4 separate regions of the Hordeum vulgare genome follow, and regions 2, 3 and 4 are each linked to region 1. The links are chromatin contacts, called in public Hi-C maps. All regions are on one chromosome and are shown on one strand. The core of a region is the stretch at or near the end of the contact, and the rest is flanking DNA. Distances in the headings are between cores, read along the strand shown. Region 1 holds the start of LOC123442883 (translation machinery-associated protein 22). Region 2 holds the start of LOC123442886 (proline-rich receptor-like protein kinase PERK9). Region 3 has its middle 19 kb from the start of LOC123442882. Region 4 holds the start of LOC123442884 (NDR1/HIN1-like protein 2).

Region 1 (2,883 bases), core at 157-2,656:
AGTGCTCGGGCTGGCGTTGGTCACCCCTGTGGTGACCGCGAAAGTTGGCGAGAGACTTGGTGGCTCAACACTCGGGTGGTGGTTTGTGGCGGCAGATTTGGTAATTCTCCTTCTACTTCGTCCAACGGAGGTGCCGGAGCTGGAGCCGAGGATTTGCACGGGGACGTTCCCCGGTTGACGTGCCACGGCGACTATGCCTCGTCGTTTGTGACGGGGCTCTTCTTCGACTCAGAAAGCCCTTTTCGGTGATGGTGTGCCCTCGGCTCAAGGCTTTCCGATGCCTTCCTTTGCTGTTCGTCTCGTCAGCAACGGCGGCGGTTGGCGGCTGGTGTTTGCTCTTCGTGCTTTAAGGCCCCCGGGGGACCGGGTTGTATTTTCTCTTTCTTTGATGATCTTTTTTGATTTTGTGTTGGGACACCTTTGGTCTCTCATGGTCTCGAGTCGATGATGTGTATGTGTTATGTTCGTAACCTATGCTGGTTCACAAATATGCAGTTATCCTAAAAAAAGGTGGACTGTATATGTGTCTTCATAAGATGAGTACATGTGTCTATGTATATTGTGTGTGTACGGCGTTGAATGAAATTGTTCTTTTAAACAATGATGGATAGTATTTTCATATCTCCATGTGTGACGAAAACTTTTTTTGAGCCAAATACTTTTTGACTAACCTCTTTTAAGACAAATGTGTGACGAAAACTAAATGTGTCAATTAACACACTTCTTAGCCCAACCCATTCGCATGGGCTGGATTTCCGCTAGCCCAAATACATCCAACTGCTGCACTCGCCAACTTCTCCTTTGTTCTCTTGAAGGTCCTATACGGTACCTTCAGCGTCGGTTAGCCAAACCGGCACCAACAACGCTCCTTCTCGTGGGCCGGCCCATGTAGAATATGTTGGTCCTTAAAAATCGAAAAAAAGTTCATAGGATTTTCGAAAAAATCAGATTTGCAAAAAAAAAAACCGATAGTTATAAAAAAAGTTCACTTGTTTTTCAAATATGTTTATGTATTTTCAAAAAGTTTACAAAATTCGAAAAAATCATTGATTTTTTAAAAAAGTTCATCAGTTTTTAAAAAAAAAACAAAAATTAAAAACAGTTCATCGTTTTTTTTAAAGTTCAAGGATTTTAAATTATGTTAACCGATTTTCGAAACAGTTCATCAATTTTAAAAAAAGTTCATCAATTTTTAGAAAGTTCACTAATTTTTAAAAAAATCATCGAAAAAAAATATCACGGGCTAAAACACAGATCGATTTTTAAATAAGCCGGTTCAAGACGGAACGCTGCAAGCGCCGGTTAGCAAAATTTGCCATTAACCGACGCCTGTGGCGCTATATAGGTTTCCCTTGTTCTTTTGCGTCATTACCGAAAGGAAAGAAAGGTAGAGAAAAAATCGCACCCAAATCCGTCGAGCAGAACCAAATCCGTCACGACTCCACGAGCACTCGAGCAGGGCAACACGGGTTCTCGCGGCCCACCTCATCGAGCATTCCGCGTCAGATCGGATCGAATCCTCCGGCGGCGGCGGCTGCGGTGATGGCGGCGGAGAAGCCGGCCCCGGCGAAGGTGCTCTACTGCGGCGTCTGCGGCCTCCCCGCGGAGTACTGCGAGTTCGGCCCCGACTTCGAGCGCTGCAAGCCGTGGCTCCGCGCCCACGCGCCCGGCGTCTACCCCGACGAGCTCGTGGCCTCCTCCTCCGGTTCGCCCCCATGACCTACCCTTCTCGCACGTTATCCCCCACTTCGTTTACGCCTGCCCTGTGTTGGTTCCGCTCTCTAATGCTTCGTGCGGTGGTTCGTTTGATCTGTGAAGGCGGCGATGATAAGGACGTCGGCAAGGTCGGCGAGCGCCTCCAGGGCGTCAGCATCTCCCCCGCCGACGGCTCCTCGAGCTCAGGTTTGGTGTGAGCTCCTGCCTTGTCTTAAACCTAAAACTAGGAAAAGTTCGGTCAAATTGATGTGTGTTGTGTTTGCAGGGGGTGCCTCGGCATCCAAGACTGAAGAGGTGAAACGACTGCCGGGTGGTAAGCTCAAGAAAAAGGTTGGTTCCCTTTGCACACTTTATTACTTAAGTTCAATTTCTAGCTGTTTGACTTCAACCCTAGATGCTGGTCTGAAATTGAGGATTTGTTATTCTGGTTTGAGTTCGGGCCAATGTAGAATGTCTGTCCTGCAGTATTTTGACTGCCAATGTTCCTTTTTATGTGTAGGACAAGCAAGAGGTTATTATTGAGAAGATTGTCCGCAACAAGCGCAAATGTGTTACCGTGGTGAAAGGCCTGGACTTGTTTGGTGAGTGGTACACTTAACTCTTTGCACCTTGTGGAATAGGTTATACTGTAGATGCTAGATCCAGGCTTGAGTAGAACCTGCCTTAAAGCTCCATGATGTTATGTATTCGCTACTAAGGTTGGCCATATTTTAATAGATCGTGTTTGTTTCCTGAACATTTTAGGTGTAAAGCTGAGTGACGCTTCGAAGAAGCTTGGAAAGAAGTTTGCTACGGGAGCTTCGGTGGTCAAGGTAATTAGTTATCTCTGAAACTATGGCTTTTCGTCTTTCATTAAGGCCTTGTCTAACTGTCTCTTCTTAACGTGTTCCCCAGGGCCCAACTGAGAAGGAGCAAATCGATGTGCAAGGAGACATATCATATGATGTTGTGGATTTCATTACAGCTACATGGCCTGATGTAACTTATCCATCTCTTCATCTTATTATGGTTTACATGTTTTTTATGCTTTCATGGCCGTTTGCTTTCTGTTCAACTTGACAATTCATTTGGTTTCAAACCACGCGGAAGACTGATTTTATCTTTGCGCTAGCAATTTATGGAAATCCAACTCACTAATGTTCTTCCAGACCAAGAAAGTGAAGCTAT
Region 2 (2,883 bases), core at 106-2,605, 450 kb after region 1:
ATGGGGTATTTGAAAATACCTATTCATTATACATGTCCTTACAGATTGATTGTTTTCGATGAAGATATCTAACATGGTTGCAAGCAAATTAAGCCTTGACTTGGATTACAGTTGCAAACACACATATCAACAAAACAAAACTAATTCGCTTATGCACGTGCTACCATTGAATATTAAAGTGTAATTTTGCTATTTTATGCATTATTTAGTTTCTTTATGAGCAGCACATTATTTTTAGGTATCATTAAGAAGGAACACCACAAAGACGTGAATGGATACCAGTAACTAAGTAGATATTTATGTTGTCTAATAAACTCGATACAACTGTAGTTATTTAAAAAATCATCCCGCCTTTATATATGCGCATTGTGAAAGATTTCTTATGATTTCTTGGTGTCATCGAGTGTTTGTATGGTGGTTGATTTATTTTCTCCTTTTGTAACGCACGAGCATTTTTCCTAATCTCATTTAAAGAAAATACAGAAAGAAAAGGACAAGAAACCCAGAGGAGATGGCCAGCTATATATGGAGGCTGACACGCGAGATCGCCGCAGGTTTGGCGGTCTCCGTCGGCGACGGCGACTCCACAACGCCTCGATTCCCGAAAACGAACGGGCCAGCGTACCGACGTCGCGGCAGAGCAGCAAACAGCGACAAATCTCCGTGTCAGGATTAGGATTACCCCCATCAACCATGTAGTATGAACCTCCCGTTGCAGCATACGATACAGACATGCACGTGCCGATGTGTTGTCTGCCCTGGGCACGCCCGCAGCATCCGATGCCCCGCTCCTTCAGCCAGCCAGCACGCACTCCAGCCAGCGGCCGACATCAACATGGCCCCGTGATCGACCGACACAGCGTCCGCGTCCGTGGCACCGCGCGCGCGCGCACGGGCAGGCCGGGAGAGCCCGGCGAATTTCTCCGGGGGCTCGTGCTGCTCCCATCCAAACGCAAAGCCACGGCCGGGCACCACACATTGCACTACGTACGTACGCACAGGCACAGTGGTAAAGCGACAAGAGGTGGTCAGAGCCGGTAATCCCAGACCAGGCTGGCGGATGACAAAAGCCCCACAGTGAGACAGTACCTCGCCTCGCCTGCCCTGCCCTGCCCTGCCCTGCCCGGCTAGCTGGATTAACGAGAAGAGATTGCAGCGCCAAAGATTTGCAGTTGCATCTCGTGGCGGTACCGCTGCTAGTTCGTGGTACCAGCGTCCATGGCAGCGGTACATGGTTAAACTAAACCGGGCCAAGACCACGAGATTCTCTCGGCCTCGTGCGTGGGCGACGGCACCGGCAGGAAGCAACGAATGTTTTCTTCACCCGTCTCGTCCGTCGTTGGTTCCTCGAGCCGGTCATGGCATCCGCGTCCGTTTCTTGCTACCCGGATCACCACCACTACTCCAACTTTAGTTAATTGATTCTACTGCTAGGGTGGGTTCTCTTTTTAGGCTGTGTGATTTACTTGCAGCAGCTAGCTACTTGTACAAGTACTGGTACTATACTGTACTGGTACTAGTGGTGTTTGGTGCCTCGGCCTCCTCCTGGGCAGTGGGCAGTGGGCACCTTCCCCTCTTCCTCCATTCCTCCTCCCTCCCTCCCTCCCGCACTGCCCGCCCTTCACTGCTCCCTGCCCCTCCCCACACGGGCCCGCGATTGCTCATGGCGTGCTACCCAAATGGCGGTCAGGCTCCCTCCTTTTCTGGCGCTCTAGGGGCTTCTTGCGGGTGCGGGTGCAGCGCCGCGACGGAGCCGAGGTGGCTGTGATCCCCTTGCCTCTGCGTCTGCACTTGCTACGAGCTTGTGCGTTCGGGCGACGGCGAGATGCGGCGTCCTGCCTGCGCGGTGGTGCTGCTTCTCGCTTCCCTTCTTGGATCCACAGGTGACAAGTGTTTTAGCATTGCTCCAGCGTCGCTTCTTTCTTCTCCCCCTCTCTTCAGCTTTCATGGTCTAGTTAGTTTGGGTGGGAAATTGGGGATCAAATGGCGTGTACCTGCCGAACAATGCGAATGCTTGCTTGTTTCTCCATGATTTCCCCCCTCGGCTGAGCACTTTGATGGGGAAACTTGCGGGTTCAACAAATTTCTGCGAATGCGCAGGCTGGCTAGCTGATCTGTGGCTAGGAAAATGCAGTTCACTGTTTTTTTACTCACGATTTCAGCAAACCATACGAGAGTTTTCTCAAGCTAGACGGAATTAAGAGCATGTGCTCATTACTTCTGAATTTCCATCAAGAGGGACGGCGCAATGTCGGCGTCTTGGCATTTCCCTGTCTTTGGCTGTCACCGCAACTGCGAGCCACTTTAATTGCGTCACATGTGCTTGCTGCCTCATCTAGCTGTGTTTTTTGGCCGTAATCTTGCAAGAACAATTAAGAATTTTTGGCGGCATGCGTCGGATGATGCATCACTATGTGCCATTTTCATGTTGCATACTTTCAATAATTGCTCTTGCTTTGCAACTTTTGTGCTGAAAAGACACTGGAGATTTGCCCCCGATAGCAACCTGTAGATTGCCTGATACTCCACTAAAACTCTGAGCTTAGTTATTGCACAGTTACTAGTGTACACTGCACACTTTACTTGTCCCTCGATTGAATCTGTGTTCTTCACTCACACTCTAGGTACTGATCTGGCACCTGCTCCCGGGGTTGGTAGTTCGCCTGTCGATCAAGGACAAGCCCCTAGTCCTCCTGGACCTTCCTTCGCACTAGGTCCAGTAACTCTTTCATCAGGTAGCTCTGAATTTTCAAAGATCATCAGCGACATTGATGTGCAGGACCTTACATTGACCTGTTGCAGCACCCCCTGCTTCATCAGCAAGCCCTCCCCTCCAGAAGGGGGCTGCTAGCCCCGCAGTTCCGGCTGAACCGGCTCCGGTAG
Region 3 (2,883 bases), core at 248-2,747, 320 kb before region 1:
ATGCGAAAACATAGAAAAACAGTTGTCGAGCGTGACGCAACGTGCGTTTAATAAATATATGCATGTATATCATGTGAATCCACGGATGGCGGTAAGCACGGAAAAAATGTTATAATGCGATGATGTTACTCCGACTCATGAAATGGATTCAATTTTTTTTCACATGCCCTAATGATCATCAGAAGGAGACACGCCAAATTGTTTTAATTTCCGACATTCCGCACATTTTCTACAGTTTTCGATGCGAAAACATGGAAAAACCGTTGTCGGACGTGACATAATGTGCGTTTAGTATCCGATTTCATTTAAATTTTGCGTTGGTCATTTGTACGTTCATTCTCACTTGCTGGCAAAAGTTGAATCAATTTGATAAACGTATGCATGTACATTATGTGAAACACATGGATGTCGGTACAGACGAAAGGGGTGTTATAATGTGATGATGTTACTCAGAGTCATGAAAACGGATCCAATTTTAGTTTGTGCACAATTTTAGAATTAAAAATAAGTATGAAATTTTTAAAAATTTCTGCACATTTTGCAAAGTTGTTAACAACTTCCCAACAATTTAGGTTTTAGGGTTTACAATACCAAAATTATAGTGTAAGTAATAGTTCATCAATTTTCAAAATAATGCGATGATGTTTTTTCAACTCATGAAACCGATCAATTTTTTTTTCACACGTCGTAACGATCATCACAAGGAGGCATGCCAAATGTTTTAAATTTCTGATATTTTATGCATTTTCTATGATTTTCCATGCGAAAAGACGAAAAAACGTTTGTCAGACGTGTCACAACGTGTGCTTGTTTAAAAAGCTAACGCATTTAGAAAGTAAAAGAAAATAAAAAAAGGAAAAGGAAAAAATAAATAGAAAAAGGAAACAAAACAAAGAATACTGTGTTTCCGGTGTTGTTTATTAGATTAAAAAACATGTGCAACACATGTTGTCTTGTTGACCAGTTGGTTAGTGCAGCTTTGATAATATCAAAAGGTGTATGGTTTGAATCTTGCTACTCGCATTCTTTTTTGACTATTTAAAAAATAGAGAAAACATGAACAAGCCTCAGTATTTGTGCATATGAAAAAAAAATACAGCGTATACGTAAATATGACCATCCTACCTTTTATTATGAAGAGGTATCGATCCTGTGGTGAAAGGTGATTAGCCTCCACTACTTGCAGTTACCGATTATTAGTCTCTGCATTCTCTTGGCCGGGCAGTCAATATTCCTATATATTCTACACAGAATGGATGCATGCGATGAAGAGTCTTGGTCAAGCCTAGCGTATCTTATCCATCCATGTGATGAGTATTAGTGTAGGAGAAAAGTATTTCCCACCCAGCTGAGAAGGCAGGATTTCCGGTCCCAGACATGAACTTTTCTTTTTCCTCTCGAAAGATAACATAAAATAAAGGGCATGCATGCATTTCCTTTGATCGCTCGGTTGTACTGTAATGTACTTACTTGTCAGCTGATGCTTTTTTTCATAAATAAAGAAAAAGCTGATGGTTTTTTTAAACAGGTGTTGGTGCTCTTGTGGCAGGCTGCTCAGTTGTCATTGTCAGGGTGGATTTTATCCGTACTTTTAGGCATTATTAAGAACGTTTGATGAAGCTGACGTTGGATGGTTCACGGGTATCATCATTTTTTTCAGTTTGTTCCTATCGTTGGGAACGGTTGATAAAGCAAGTCAAAACTGCACAGGTAGGTCAATGTATGCTTGTGTATATATGTTGGAGCAACTCTAGCAGTTGTCAAAAGTTGTATGTGCTGGAGGCCGACGTTTGGCCTATGGGTGTATCTACACCACATATGTAAAAAAAAAGTAATTCAATAATTTCTTAAAAAAACTGAAAATATTTTTGAAATAAACATGACCTTTTGTTGTACTTGTGAAGAAAATTTCACAAAAAGAAAAAAAAAACCTTGACTTTTTTTCTTCAAATAAGACAAAATTTCATTCAAAAAATGTGAATTTATTTGCCATAAAGTCAACGCTATGTTTTTTCATAAAAATTTATATTCTAGTACAAAAGAAAGTCAAGTTTGTATGTGCTTCATAATTTTTGAAGGTTGTCAGGTCTGCGTAAACACCAAACCACAACCTTCATTTTTTATTTGATTGTTTTCTTATTTGGTTGAAAATGTCTTGTTTCAATTTTGGTCATTCAAACAATGAATAAAACTAGATATATCATTAAACGCCATTTGCAAAATACTAAACATACATAATGTCATTATTCAACATTGCTAGCTATGTAGTACTCCGTCCGTCCTAAAATAAATGATCCAACTTTATACTAATCTCTTCCTAATAATAAAGCATGGAGTGCTTCTGTTGTCTGTCGTGGTCGTTTTGCAGAAAACCCCCTAGAATTTCCTGAAATCAACCCACAGTCCGGATTTAAATGAAAAACGAATCGTTTTTTTATGTTTATAGGAAACCCCCTCTGATTCTCCGAAATCAAACCCGCAGTACATAATTTAGTGAGAGAACGAATAGCTTTTTGGAATTTTTGTAGAAACATCCTTCAATTTTCATAAAATAAACCCGCAGTACATACTTGAGTAAAAAAACAATCGTTTCCGTATGTTTTTGAAAAGACCCCTACAATTTTAATTAATTAATCTGTAGTTCAATTATAAGTGCAAAATACTTTAAAAAATCATATCTTTTAAACGGTAACTCAAATTTTACATTATTATATATGAAATTTTATTAGAAAAATATGTAGAATCTGGATATAATGTTAGTTTATCTATTTATTTATTTAAAATTCTGTTTGTAATGTAATTTTAATCAATAGTGATGCGCACAATCTAAATATAATGCTATTTTCTCTATTTAACAATTTTAAAATTATATTTATGCTGTAA
Region 4 (2,883 bases), core at 277-2,776, 270 kb after region 1:
GAGAACGATACAAGTTCCCTTCTTCTCCTTACAGGACACAATGTTCACTTGATGAACTCCACCACCTCCCAGGATTCTACTTTCGGAAAATTCATCTCGTGTGTCGGCTGGCTGAGCCAGTGGTGAAGACAGCCCCATGCGTGGGTGTGAGACCCAAACCCAGTGTGTATTGTAATAATTATTGGACACGCTTGCTAGAGTGTACAAGGCGGCCCAGGGGCGGTCCACTGGGCTGAGCCGCAAACACGTGATGTCCAGCGCGCGTGGAGCGAGCTCTGCCGCGTCGGACGTCCCAAGCCGATGTCGCCCAACAGCGTAGAGGCCGAACTTTTATGCATTTCTTCTATCAAGGTTCCTGCAGCAATGCGCGGGGCATTATCTAGTTCCTCCAAAGTTGAAGGGATTAAACTTTTAAGCATGCAGCCCTTACCCTAAAACTCAACTCGTCGATCAAGCTCCACCCCTACATGAAAGTCTCTCTCCATATTATTCATCCTTCTTCCATCCACTTGTCCAATGATGACTTTTTGCCAATAAAAGATGTCCATGAGCTAACTAGGAACTATGGTAGATGATCCATAAAAGTAGCGTGATGGAAGCTCACCATGTACGACGTACGCGTGAGAGGAAGGATCTGAGAAAGTCGACGAAATTCGTCCATCACGGGCCACATTTCGAGCACTTCTTTCTCTACATGAGTTCTTCTCTTCTTTGTTCTCCTAGTGGCATGATGATGTGGTCCAAGACTCTACTGTTCATCAGAATCTATAACGGCCGGCAACATTCATGTTTCTGTACAAGTGCTTAGAAGTATGTGATGTAGGCACGTGTTGCTCTGCCTATGGCCGGTAATGATAGAAAGGAATGTGGTCATGGCCAGAAATGATGAGAAACTGAAGAGATTTTTGGTCGGTTTCTGGCCACAGAAGATGGGCAAGGAAGGTGTGGTTGCGGGAATGGGCGGCGTTGGGCCGTGGGCAGAAAACTTGTGTGAGGGAGAAAGGAAAAGAGAAGAGAGATGATTTATTAAGAGTTGGCAATGTTCGACTATAATCGAGTAGGAGGGATGGGTTTGAATATATTCCGCTCAATTATTTGAGGGGCTAAAGGTTTTGACAAAGTGCTAGGTGAAGCTTAATTCCTCTTACAGATTTTTTTAGGGAATTAAAACTTCTTATGCAAGGGTTAGATATGCTCTAACTATATTCAAATAATAATACACCTCTCTCATAAAATAAAATCAACTTGCAGTTGAGAGTTGGATCCAAGATCGATCCCTTCCCAAGCCACACCCGGATCACATGTCTTCAATGAAGCAGCAGCATAAAGGTGTAGCACAGCCCCGGCCGGTCCCAATGTTCACAAATGCTACTGCTACCGTTGGTTCAAAAAATCAGTTGCAGTTAATCACAACAAAATGAGCTTGTTATTAAATCTCTGACGCTTGGCGATTCAATTTCGAGCAGGGAATCGCAGCTCTGGCTCAAGGTATTGGCTCGCTGAAACATTACTCCTCCTAGCCTGTTGTACATAAGTTTTAGAGGGACAAATTAAAGTAGCCATCACTACAAACTTTAGTACGTACTCCACCACTGCTACGGCGCAAGGAGTAATTCAGCAGTTGGTACCAGGCTCAGTTTGCCGCTCATTTGAAAACTTTGACGTGAGATACAAGTTCTGTGTGTAAACACAGGTTTAAACTAGCATCCAAACGATTTTCCCGGGAGAAAAAACAACTTGGCACGAGCGAGAATTACGGGGGAGACTTGCTTAATAAAAAAGGCAAAGGAAGGGTAGGGGTAGCGTCAGCTAGCTCAGCAGTAGCAAATGATTTGGTGAGGACGAACCATCCGTAAGGTGACCCGTCCCTTTTCCCTCACCTTCTCCTCCGCGTCTTCCTTCCTCTCAGCCTATAGATCTCCTCTCTCTCCAAGAACTCGCTCAGCGCAAGCGCACGGCCGGAACCCAGCCCAAGCACCTAGCCAGCGCCGCGCCGCGCCAAGAGCCACCTCGTCCCCCGGCTAGAGCGGCAATGTCTTCCAACGGCAAGCCCAATCCGCAGCCCCCTGCCGCCGCGGCCGCGGCCACCAACGGCGCGGGCGCGGGCGGCCCGCCCAAGATGTACCAGCGCCCCATCTACCGCCCGCAGGCGCCCGCCAAGGGCCGCCGCGGGGGGCGCTCCTCGTGCCGCTTCAGCTGCTGCTGCTGCTTCTTCTGGGCCGTGCTCGTCGTGCTCCTCCTGGCCCTCGTCGCCGCCGTCGCCGGCGGCGCCTTCTACCTCCTCTACCGCCCCCACCGCCCGGCCTTCACCCTCTCCGTGGCGCGCGTCAACAAGCTCAGCCTCTCCAGCTCCGCCACGGCGCCCGCGCTCACCGACTCCATCGACTTCACGCTCACCGCCAAGAACCCCAACAAGAAGCTCGTCTACCTGTACGACGACTTCACCGTCACCGCCGCCACGGCCGCCAACGCCGTGCCGCTCGGGGAGGCGACCGTGCCGGGGTTCCTGCACGAGGCCAGCAACATCACCGTCATCAAGGCCACCGTCTCCGCGGCCGCGCTCGGGGTCGACCCCACCGCCGCCAGCTCCGACATCAAGAAGTCGGGCACCTTCTCCATCACCCTCGACCTGGAGACCAAGGCCGGCGTCAAGGTGGGCGGGCTCAAGACCAAGAAGATCGGCATCCAGGTGCACTGCGACGGCATCAAGGTGGCCGCGCCCTCCCCGGCACCCGCGCCGGCGAAGAAGAAGGGGGTGAAGCTCACCGTCGCCAAGGCGCCGTCGAAGGCGCCAGCCGTAGCGGAGGCCCCGGAGCCGTCCGCGGCCGTCGCCGACGCAACGACCTCGCCCCCGGCGGCGACCACCGTCGCGCGCGTGTGCCA

What was found. A called contact is a pair of places that touch in the nucleus more often than the background predicts.
Region 2: a Hi-C map of seedling shows a contact between it and region 1, with 6 times the contacts expected there. The contact joins the promoter of LOC123442886 here to the promoter of LOC123442883 in region 1. A contact is called at or near these places in 4 of 6 Hi-C or Micro-C datasets (leaf and seedling).
Region 3: a contact with region 1 is called in a Hi-C map of leaf, with 4 times the contacts expected there. The contact joins the enhancer-like site here to the promoter of LOC123442883 in region 1. A contact is called at or near these places in 3 of 6 Hi-C or Micro-C datasets (leaf, seedling and an unstated tissue).
Region 4: a Hi-C map of seedling shows a contact between it and region 1, with 7 times the contacts expected there. The contact joins the promoter of LOC123442884 here to the promoter of LOC123442883 in region 1. A contact is called at or near these places in 4 of 6 Hi-C or Micro-C datasets (leaf and seedling) and 1 of 1 datasets of contacts at active chromatin or transcription factors (embryo).

Annotation. Positions count from the first base shown.
Region 1 is chr3H:41,624,116-41,626,998 of MorexV3_pseudomolecules_assembly, forward strand. It overlaps LOC123442883 (translation machinery-associated protein 22), which reads left to right and starts at 1,407. Exons shown (of 7, transcript XM_045119056.1): 1 at 1,407-1,705; 2 at 1,819-1,902; 3 at 1,982-2,046; 4 at 2,216-2,297; 5 at 2,461-2,528; 6 at 2,611-2,694. The coding sequence starts at 1,543.
Region 2 is chr3H:42,072,588-42,075,470 of MorexV3_pseudomolecules_assembly, forward strand. LOC123442886 (proline-rich receptor-like protein kinase PERK9) reads left to right here and starts at 1,356. Exons shown (of 16, transcript XM_045119061.1): 1 at 1,356-1,883; 2 at 2,625-2,735; 3 at 2,803-2,883. The coding sequence starts at 1,826.
Region 3 is chr3H:41,306,349-41,309,231 of MorexV3_pseudomolecules_assembly, forward strand. No RefSeq gene overlaps it. Among protein-coding and RNA genes, the nearest start is that of LOC123442882, 19 kb to the left of the region's middle. Within about 2 kb of position 1,498, at least 1 of the 3 cell types and tissues checked has open chromatin away from gene starts, as enhancers often do. A contact at or near this core is called in leaf, where this site is marked.
Region 4 is chr3H:41,893,069-41,895,951 of MorexV3_pseudomolecules_assembly, forward strand. LOC123442884 (NDR1/HIN1-like protein 2) reads left to right here and starts at 1,527. Exons shown (of 1, transcript XM_045119057.1): 1 at 1,527-2,883. The coding sequence starts at 2,033.